2 separate regions of the Sus scrofa genome follow, and region 1 is linked to region 2. Evidence: chromatin contacts called from public Hi-C data. All regions are on one chromosome and are shown on one strand. The core of a region is the stretch at or near the end of the contact, and the rest is flanking DNA. Distances in the headings are between cores, read along the strand shown. Region 1 holds the start of EP300 (histone acetyltransferase p300). Region 2 holds the start of L3MBTL2 (lethal(3)malignant brain tumor-like protein 2).

Evidence for each region. A called contact is a pair of places that touch in the nucleus more often than the background predicts.
Region 1: a Hi-C map of liver shows a contact between it and region 2, with 2.8 times the contacts expected there. The contact joins the promoter of EP300 here to the promoter of L3MBTL2 in region 2. A contact is called at or near these places in 2 of 47 Hi-C or Micro-C datasets (heart right ventricle and liver) and 1 of 2 datasets of contacts at active chromatin or transcription factors (alveolar macrophages).

What each region holds. Positions count from the first base shown.
Region 1 is chr5:7,392,866-7,397,999 of Sscrofa11.1, forward strand. EP300 (histone acetyltransferase p300) reads right to left here and starts at 1,650. Exons shown (of 32, transcript XM_001929213.5): 1 at 277-1,650. The coding sequence starts at 370. It overlaps LOC110260836, which reads right to left. Exons shown (of 4, transcript XM_021093101.1): 4 at 3,974-4,764.
Region 2 is chr5:7,275,471-7,280,882 of Sscrofa11.1, forward strand. L3MBTL2 (lethal(3)malignant brain tumor-like protein 2) reads right to left here and starts at 2,163. Exons shown (of 17, transcript XM_021091462.1): 1 at 2,018-2,163. The coding sequence starts at 2,041. It overlaps LOC110260636 (a long non-coding RNA gene), which reads left to right and starts at 4,084. Exons shown (of 3, transcript XR_002343887.1): 1 at 4,084-4,297.

The DNA.
Region 1 (5,134 bases), core at 400-2,899, 120 kb after region 2:
TGTATGGGAGCAACAATAAAGGCCATTTCTACAGCACCACTCAGGAGCTCTAATTCCAGAACACACATCGATATGACATAGTGTTGCAATGAATGTTTTAGGAAGCAAAGAAAATGGTTGGGCTACTGGACGCCTTCGACCAGCTCATTCAAACACCTTTAAAATTAATCAAGAGGCAAAGAAGTAGGAAGAGAGGAAGAAAACATGGACGAATAAAGGTGCAGCGAGCAGAAAAGATCAAGGAGGAGGTGGGAGGCCTGGGCTCCCAAGACTAACCTGTGCCATCGCTGGCGGACGCCGAGAGGGCCGGAGATGAGAGTTTAGGCCGCTTGGCTGAAGGCGGCCCCGGTTCCACCACATTCTCGGCCATTTTTAATTCTTTCGGAGATACAGGCGAGGAAAACGAGAATCCTCGGGAAATCTCTTCTTCAGCCCGGGGTCCCCGCCCGGATCCCTGGGGTGGGCTTGGGGGACTCCGCCGGCCCCCGAAGGGGGTGGGGGAAGTTCCTTTTTCTCTTCGCCGGATCGCGGTGGCTGAAGAGGGATGCGGACTCGATAGAAAAGGTAGGGGCGAGCGCGAGGGGCCGGGCCTGGGCCCAGGCCCGGAGGAGGGCACAGGCACACAAATGCGCCGAGCGCGTCCGCTGCGGCGAATTCCCGAGAACTCGCGACTCTAGAGGCGCAGTCCCCGGCCCGCCACGGCCGGCCCCTGCCCAGCCGAGGTCTCTCGGAGCTCCGCCGCCGCCATCAGCTTCTTCCTCCTCGGCGCTGTCCTCCTCCTTCTCATCGCCACAAGGAGGCGGGGGCGAAAAGGGGGGAGAGGAGGAGGCGACGAGAGACACTCACCTCCTCCCGGTGCCCCCTCCCGGACCTGAGCCCCCACCCTCCGAACCCTCCTCCTGCCGCCGCGCTCCGCGCCGCCGCCGCACCGGCCCCTAATGGCCGCAGAGAGCTCGCCCGAACCGAGAGCCAGGCTGGCGCCGCCGCCTCACATCGCGCGGCGGGCGGCGGAGGCGCGGCGAGGACGCCGGGCCCGGAGCTCGCCGACCCAGAGGGCCAAGGGGGCCGGGCCGAGCCGCGCCGCCCGCGCCGACACCAAGCCCACCGAGGAGGCCCCGCTCTGGCGGGCGGCGCAGGCGGCTTCCCCTCGCGCCGCGCTCTCCTCTTTCGCTCTTCCCTCCCGCGGAAAATAAATAAATACGGCCGCCGCTACGGCCCCCACCCCCGGCGACCAGGTGCCGGGAGCGCCCGCCCCCGGGGCTCCGCTCGGGGCCGCCCTCGGCGGCGGGCGAAGGCGCCGCGGGGCGCGGGGTTATGTAATGGTCCCCCCTAGGCGTCGACGCCGGCCCGGCTCCCGGGCCGCGGTGGGGGTGTGTGCGGGCGGGAGGGGCTGGGGGTCGCCTCAGCCCGTGCGCCCCGGGCCCCCTGCCACTGTCTCGGCCCCTGCCGCCTCTCTCCGGCCCGGCTCCCCTCCGTACTCTCGCTCTCGCAGTTCGCACTCAGCCCGGCGTCCCGCTTGCCCACTCTCGCCCGCTCCCTCTCGCCCTCTCTCCCCCCCAGCCTAGCACACAAACAAGATGGCGGCTGTTGTTTCTTCCCTCTGCCGAATCCTCCTTACAGGCTAGCGGTAGCAGCGGCGGCCGGAAATGAGCCAAAGGGGGGGGTGAAAAAAAGGGGAGGGGTTGGGCCTCCGGAGGGAGGTGGCAGGGGGCGGGGCCTCGGGCCTAGCGGCTCACACAATGGGGGAAGAGGATCCGGGGGCGGGGCCGGCTCCAATCACGGGATCCGCCCAAGGCCCCAACGCGGTTGGCGCTTCCGCAAACTCCCCCGGCGTCACCCGGTGGCTCCCTTTAAAGGGGAGGTTTGAGGGGGGGGGGGTCAGGGGCAGACTTGGGATCTATTTTCAGTCGGTGGACACTTACCAGGGAAGGTGCCTGGGCTGGGTCTCTGCGTAGGAGCCCGGTGGGAACCGGGGGTGACGGAGCCCAGCAGTTACGCCGGGAAGGCGCCAAGTCACCGCACAGGTGGCGGAATAGGAGCGCCGTGGGGATGGCCCTGCGCCCCGGGCCCTTAGCTGACTGGTCTTCCGAACCCCGTTGAATTTAGCAGGCAGAGGATACCCTGCCGCTCGATATTCCGGGCCAGAGACAGTGCGTTCTTCTCCATCTCTTAACCAAATGGAAAAGCTCATATCCAAAAACCACGCCGATTACGAGTTGTTGTTTCCTTTTCCCCCTAACTTTCCAGTTTTTTTTGCCAGTGAACATACATTATTTTGATAATCAGGAAACAAAAATCACAGCAGCGAGAAGATGTTTTAAGACCAGATCCAAATTATTTCTTGCTCACCACGTGGACACACGCCCCTACCAGGTAGCACTCTAACCAAAGGAGCCTTGAATTATTTTCTGAACACGTCCTGGACCTGAAGACATTTTAGGGTGTTTCTTTTAACCCACTCTCAAAAACCAGCTTGAAACAACAACAAACACGTTTAGGCAGTGCCTTAAAGATAATGTATGGGGAAAGAAGCAGAAACATACTGTGCTTAAGGTAATGTAAGGAGGGAAAAAAGCAGAAAAAGAAGTAATGATGGAGGAAAATGCTTGAATATAAATAAAATGTATGTGTGACAACTGTTGTGCAAAGGAGGGCCTCACCAGCATTCTTTCGCATTCCTACACGTTACAGGATTCCTCCGTGTTTGGCCTTGGGTAAATTGGTACTCGAAGTGGCAAGGTCTCCCTAAAGAAACTTCTATCAGTAGTATCAATGGAGATAGTTAAAAACTTTTAAAGCGTATTTCAAGTCTCATGCTCCTTAGTTGATGTTTGCCTATTGTCGAGTTTACTTTGTTTTTTGTTGTTGTTTATTGCCTCCCCCTCTCCCCAGAATTGAACTACTTGTTTATTGAATTTTAAATGAATAGGAGAATAACTTTTAAGAGCCTAGGAGTGAAAATCTTAACGAAGCAACTCAGGTTCCCACCAAGGATGAATGCTGTTGTGTGATTTCAGGCCTCATTCACCTCAACTGCAGTAGAAAAGCAGGCAGATTGAAAAGGACAGTTCGACTTACCTTAAAGTTGTTTGGATTCACCAGGTAGGGCTAAGGTCGGAATGGGTCAGAATGATTCAATTATTTTTAGCTGTTTTACCCACACTCTCAGTAAAGAGAACAGAGGAAAGAAATGTGGACAATACCTGCAAATTTCGCCTGTATATTCCTCAGGGGAGGTTGCTCATCTGACTTTTTGAAGAGTTTCTGACTTTTGGGCAAAGATTTGCCTAGTTTTGCAGAGACTAAACAGTGTTCAAACACCTAGCCAAATATACTGCGGGACTAGGTATAGGAAAGGCTCAAAGAAGATCTGAGGGACATCTCGTGAGAAAATTCTGCTAAGAAAGAGGAGTCAGGGGACCATGGACCTGCCCCAAAGGAAAGGCTCTACTGTACACAGGGGATTCTGATGTATGGCACTTCTTCCTGGGATTGATTCCTCTGGGTTTTACCCTGAGTCCAACCCTGAAGTCAGCCATGTTGGAAGTGGCTGGAGAAATGTTATCGCACAAAATGCAATCAAGGTGAAACTGCAGGTATGTTCAAAACCAGAGAATTGAATCTTCAGCTTGGCTTATAGCTAGCCTAATCAAATCTTTTTTATTTTATTTTATTTTTTTTTAGCTATGGGGATATTTTATTAGATGCCATTATCTAATCAAATAAATTTAATTGATTGTGGAATGCTACTTGTAGATGAAGAGTGGGTTCATGAAGAAAGAATTGTCTGCCAGTAGCCGTGTGGTGGGGGCAGGGAAGGGAGGCACATGAGACAGTAGAGGCATATGAGAAGTAAGAGCTGGGACACTGGGTTTAAATTCTGGCTCTGTCACCTAGCAGCTCTGTGACTTGGGCCAGTTCCTCATAGGTAAAATGGATTTCTTTCTTTTTTCTTTTCTTTTCTTTCTTTTTCTTTTTTTTTTTTTTTTTTTTTGCTTATGCCTACAGCATGCAGATGTTCTTGGGCTGGGGATTGAACCTGTGCCACAGCAGTGACTCCTTAACCACTAGGCCACCAGGGAACTCCTGGATTTCTTGATTAGACTTTCTTTATTGTTGTGAAAAGTAAACATCATAATTTATGAACAATGCTTATTACAGTGCCTAGCATATGGAAAGTACTCAACATGCTTTAGTTGTTTGTAGTTATCCTTTTCAAAAGGGATGGAGAATGAAAATGCAATGTAAGGTGATTAGCAGTGCCCAGAGCCTGGCCATTGCTCCTTGGCTACCACACTGGCTTCTCCACAGTCAGAAGAAAATGCCTCACAGGGTCATCTAACTCCTTTGAGATGTTCTCTGTTTATCTTGCCACGTACTGATCACTAATCTAGCTTCCCAGGTACCCTGAAGGCCAAAAGGAGACCCCTAGAGAGTAGGCACAAAAATAGGAGGAGAAAGGTGTTACCCGAGGGTGAATCCATCAGCTGCATGTAGACGAGATGCTACCCACATGACCCGCAGGCGCAGTAGTCTTGGTTCACTCCAACCCCCGCTCCCCAGGATCTATACCTTTTGTTTTGTGTTTCTTCCACCTCTGCGTAATCCTGCTGTCTCTTTGTCCAGCTGGATATCTGGACACCATCTACAAGTCCACATAGTCCTCCCGATGCCTTCTTCCTTGCCCTCAACCATCAAGTCCTGTGGATTCTACTTCCTGAATTGTCTTCCAAAGCAAGATGCTGAACCATGTGCAGGAGCCGCCTAGGCACAAAAATTAAATTAATAAGGGCCTTTATAGGTGTGCCCTCCACAAATTTTTCCAAAGCCTTTGTCATCAAGGGAAAAAAGTTCACGAAATTGGTTTGTGCCTGCAAATGAGAATGTGGACGGGGTTGTAAGAGCGGCTGCACAGCCATCACAAGGAATCCCTGATTTATATATTATATATCCTTGTGAAATGTTGTCCATGTCTGCAAGAACACATTTTTTTCATATCACACATTCAATGAGGTCTGTTCTTAAAAAGAATTTTAATAGCCAGTATTGGCAAAGGTGTGGAGCTTTGATGCTTTGATGGGTGCTTTGATCCACTGTTAGTGGGACAGAGCATGGCACAGACATTAAGGTTCAT
Region 2 (5,412 bases), core at 913-3,412:
CGCAGCTGTGACTTAATGCTGCAAGCTGTGGCAACACCAGACCCTTTAACCCACTGCGCTGGGCCAGGCGTTAAACCCGAGCCTCTGCAACAACCTGAGCTGCTGCAGTCAGATTCTTTTTTTTTTTTTTTTTTTTTGTCTTTTCTAGGGCCGCTCCTGCGGCATATGGAGGTTCCAGGCTGGGGGTCTAATCAGAGCTGTAGCTGCCAGCCTAGACCAGAGCCACAGCAACTCGGGATCCGAGACGTGTCTGCAACCTACACCACAGCTCAGGGCAACGCCAGATCCTTAACCCACAAGCAAGGCCAGGGATGGAACCCGCAACCTCATGGTTCCTAGTCGGATTCATTAACCACTGAGCCACGACGGGAACTCCCTGCAGTCAGATTCTTAATCCACTTTGCCACAGTGGGGACACCTCAATTTTCTCATCTATAAAATAAGAAAAATATTTGGCTCACAGGAATGTAAATGAGATAATGTATATATAAATCTACCTGCCATGTAGTCGAAAAGGTGTGAGGAGTTTGGGCTCTAGGCCAGGGATCCAATACCATCCTTACTGCTTTCTAGCTGTATGGCCTGAAGCAGATCCAACTCAGTGCCTCGACTTCCTCATCTGTAAATGAGGGCAGTTCCACCTATTTCACAGACTTTGGGGGAGAAGTAAGGGTTAATATAGGTAAGACACTCAGAAAATTGACTTGCCCACAGCAAGTGCTCAATAAATGTTGGCAGTCATTACTGGTTAAAAGCATGGGTTCTCAAACCAGATTTGCCTGAGTTTGAATCCAAGTTCTCCCACTTATTATCACCTGTGGGATTCTGTGTTAAGATATTTAACCTACTGCTCTTAGTTTCTCCATCAGTACCAAGGATATAATAACAACACCTTCTATAGAGGACTGCTGTGAACACTGCTAAGATGCCTCAAGTCTAGCTGTTTCCAGCAGTTACTGAAAGTTCAAAACTGAGTTATAACTTTTATTCTCCACTTTATGGTTATTCTCCTTGACCCTTGTATTGTTTTTGAGCTCTTCCACTTTATATTTAAAACTACAGGAGTTCCCCTCCTGGCGCAGCGGAAACCAATCCGACCAGGAACCATGAGGTTGTGGGTTCGATCCCTGGCCTCCCTCAGAGGGTTAAGGATCTGGCGTTGTGGTGAGTTGTGGTGTAGGCCCCAGATTCAGCTCGGATTTGGCGTTGCTGTGGCTGTGGCTGTGGCATAGGCTGGCGGCTGTAGCTCCGATTCAACCCCTAGCCTGGAAACGGCCATATGTCGTGGGTTCAGCCCTCAAAAGCAACAAACAAACAAAAACAAAACAAAAACAAACCTACATATGCAAATATGCTAGAAAGGTCACCAAATTCAAATGTAAGGTGACCAGGAGCCAAATGATTACTGGATGAGTGGGTTACAGGTTGTGGTACAGTGGAAAAGATAAGACAGGTCGAGTTTTGGAACTTGGCAGACTTAGTGACTATCTACACTTTACAGCCCTGTGACTCTCCTGGGAAGGCTCATCACCTCTCTAAGCCTCAGCCACTCGAACCATGCAAACCAGACAATAACATAGGACTGCTGAGTATCGGAGAGATAATGCACGTGAACGCTCCAGGCACGGACTGTTTATTAAACTTTAATAAACGGACTGTTCATGAAACTTTAATCTTCCTTTACTTCCCATCGGAATGTGACAGGCCTCCCTCACGATCACGAAAGACCACCGCCACGAGACAAGGAGGAGGAAGACGATGCTGGAGCGCTCAGATCCTGAACCCCACTCCCCTTCCCCTAGGCCAGAGGGGCTGCTCCTCCCTCAACTCCTCGGCTCCAGCGGCGCGCGAGCAAAAAGCACGGCCAATCGCCTCCGGCCCGCTCAGCCTCACTACCTGTGTATCCATCCTCCCGCCCTCCACCCTCCAGGCGTCGCTCAAAGGCCTGAGGAAGGGTCCACCGAGTGAGGCTCCCGGGGTTCCCTTCCCCAGGCACGAGACGTCCGCTCCCTCTCACCTCGACGCCCCGGGGCTTCTCCATGAGACCTAACACCCTTTCTTCGACCGTCACCAGGTGCAGGAAGCCATATTGGCCTGGCCGCTCTTCCCGAGCGCACTCATTGGCCGCCTCTCAGAGCCTCGGGCCAATCAGGCTGCGGGAAAGAGGAAAAGCCGGTTCCGCGCTAGCCCCCGGCCCGCCTCTCTTGGAGGTGGGGAAGCAGCGGGCGCTTGTGGGACTTGTAGTTCCCTAGTGGGTGCGTGCTGAAGCGGGCGTTGCCACAACGAAGGGGAAAGCCCCCCGCCTTAGCCCTGCTGCGGCTTGCGGGGACTGTTACCCTTTATCCACGTAGAGCTGTTTACATCATTCTGACCCCATTCTTCATTAAACATCATTGACTACCTAAGATACGCACTGTTCAGGAGCTGGGAATAATTTCGCACTCTCCCTGATTAGAAATTTAGGGTGCTTAGAGTTCCTGTTGTAGCTCAGCTGGTTAGGAACCCAACTAGCATCAGTGACGATGCAGGTTCTATCCCTGGCCTGGCTCAGTGGTTTAAGGATCCTGCGTCGCTGTGAGCTGTGGTGTAGGTCACAGACGTGGCTTGGATCTGGGATGGCTTGGCCCAGCAGCTATAGCTCCGATTTGACCCCTAGCCTGGGAACTTCCATATGCCCCACCTGGGGCCCTGAAAAGAAAAAAGAAAAGAAGGAAGGAAAGAAAAAGAAAGAGAGAAAGAGAAAGAAAGGAGTTAAGTATACAGCAGTTATTTCTGCTGGGCTCTGGTTGCTGCTGTAGTGCTTGTCTGATCTCTGGCCCAGGAACTTCTTCATGCCACCGGTGAGGCCAAAAACAGAGAGAGAGAGAGAGAGAAGCAGCAAGGAGACAAGTTAGAAGGCACTTGTACTGATCCAGGGGAAGGATGATGGTGGCTTGAATCAGGCCAGACTTAGAAGGCTGGCAAAAAAGTAGAAGAATTTGAGAAATATATTGGAGGCAGTAATTAATTGTTTGGAGTAGGTTTGGAAGAGGGAGGAATCCAGAGTGACTCTGGGTAAAGGTGCCTGTCTACTCTGGATAGGTAGACAGTGGGACCATATTCTGTAGTGGTTAGAAACTGTACAAGGAATGAATGAGTTTGGAGTTAAGAATTCTTGGAGTTCCCTTTGTGCCTCAGTGGTTAACGAATCTGACTAGGAACCTTGAGGCTGTGGGTTCGATCCGTGGCCTCACTCAGTGGGTTAAGGATCTGGTGTTGCCGTGAGCTGTGGTGTAGGTCAAAGACACAGCTCAGATCTGGCATTGCTGTGGCTGTGGCGTAGGCCTGCGGCTACAGTTCTGATGAGACCCCTAGCCTGGGAACCTCCATAGGCTGTGGGTGTGGCCCTAAAAAGACAAAAAACCAAAAAAAAAAAAGAAAAGAAAAGAATTCTGCTTGACTTAGCTCCCTAGCAAGCTAAGGATCTGGTGTTGTCACAGCTGTGGCTCAGGTCACTGCTGTGGCGTGGCTTTGATCCCTAGCTCAGGAACTTTCACATGCCATGAGCATGATGCAGCCCAAAATAAAATAAAAGAATAAAATTCTGTTTGGTCTGAGATGTCCCCAAGAGGGCAAGAAGGCAGTTGGAGCTCATCAGAGAGCCCTGAACTAGAGATATAAATTCCACAATTTTGGACAACCTCTCCTTAAAATAGAATGAGAGTCTCTAAATCCAGCTCTTTCTGATACACTATTTTTCATCACAATGCACATATGATCAACAGCAGAAGAAAGTTGAAACCTAAGCTTTCCAGCTTCCTGCCTTTGCAACAAAAGAAACAGAAATACCAGGCTTGGAGTTCCTGTTGTGGTGCAGTGGAAATGAATCCGATTAGGAACCATGAGGTTTCAGGTTCAATCCCTGGGTTAAGGATCGGGCGGGGCCATGAGTTGTGGTGTAGATCACAGACTCGGCTTGGATCCTTTGTTGCTGTGGCTGTGGCGTAGACCAGCAGCTGTATCTCGGGTTAGACCCCTAGCCTAGGAACCTCCACATGCTGAGGGTGTGGCCCTAAAAAGAAAAGAAAAAAAAAAAAAAAAAAAAAGAAGAAGTAACAGGCTTTAGGGGAGTGACAAAGCAGAGGCAGGACCTCAGTGACAGGAACTATTAGCACAAGTTGAAATGGACATTAATTAGGAATTCAGCTGAAACATCTTGTGAAACACAAGTTTCTAAGCAACAGTGGCCACCTTGGAACAGTGTGGACGTTTTCTCTGCCATGGAGCTCCTGGGCCTGGGTGTGATGCTGTAGCAACGGTAAGCTTTTTGGCTGGTCTGAGCCATGCATCTACACACAACCTCACATACTTCCCCCTTTTTTGGGGGCCTTCCCTCAGTAAGTCACTGTCCCCCTCTCTGGGATCACTCATCTCTCTGTTGGATCATTCCCAATAGCAGCACAACTCGCTCATGTGTCATCAACCATTCTATTCAAATAAATCCCTTGAACCCACCTCCTCTGTCCCCTGCCATTGTGCTGTTCCCCCACCCCCCCATAATGTCTCGAAAGAATTGTCTGCACACGCTACCTCCATTTCTTTCCCTTCTCCATCTGTCCCCAACGCCACCAAAATTGCTCTGCCAAGTTCAAGTACACCTTCTCTGATGTACAGCCATATCTCTCTTCTCTTAGTGGCATATGACATAACTGATGATTCTGTGCTTCCCGAAATACTGTCCTTTCTGGTGTCCCTCTTGATTTTTCTCCTGCCTCTCCGGCCAATCTTCTTTCTGTCCTGGGCCGCCTTCTTTTCTCAGTGTAAGTGCTATCTTTCAGTCTTCAGCCCATATGTTTGTCCTCTGAGTTCCAGACCCATATATCCATCACAGACATAATATATTACATCATGAACTACAAAATGAATATTTCATTCCCTTACCCCAAACTTATTTCTCTTCTAGTTTTTCCCATTTCAATATCCAGCACTATCAGCCACTCAGGAACTTCCTCTTGATTCCTCCTTCTCTATCCCTTCCTTTCAATCCATCAGCAAATCCCTTTAATTCTCCAAAACCTATTTCAAATATTTCCTCTTCTTTCGATCCCTGTTGCCTCCCTTAAATCCAGATCGCCATCATCTGTCCCTCCTTTGGGTTTCTTTTTTTGTCTTTTTTTTTTTTTTTTTTGGCCTTTTTAGGGACACACCCTCAGCATATGGAGGTTCCCAGACCAGGGGTCTAATCGGAGCTGTAGCTGCCAGCCTACGCCACAGCCACAGCAACCCTGGATCCTTAACCCACTGAATGAGGCCAGGGATGGAACCTCATGGTTCCTAGTAGGATTCATTATCCACTGAGCTATGATGGAAACTCTCCTTTGGATTTCATTGAAGCCTCCTGGCTGGTCTCTCTTACCCTACAGGTAAATTGGA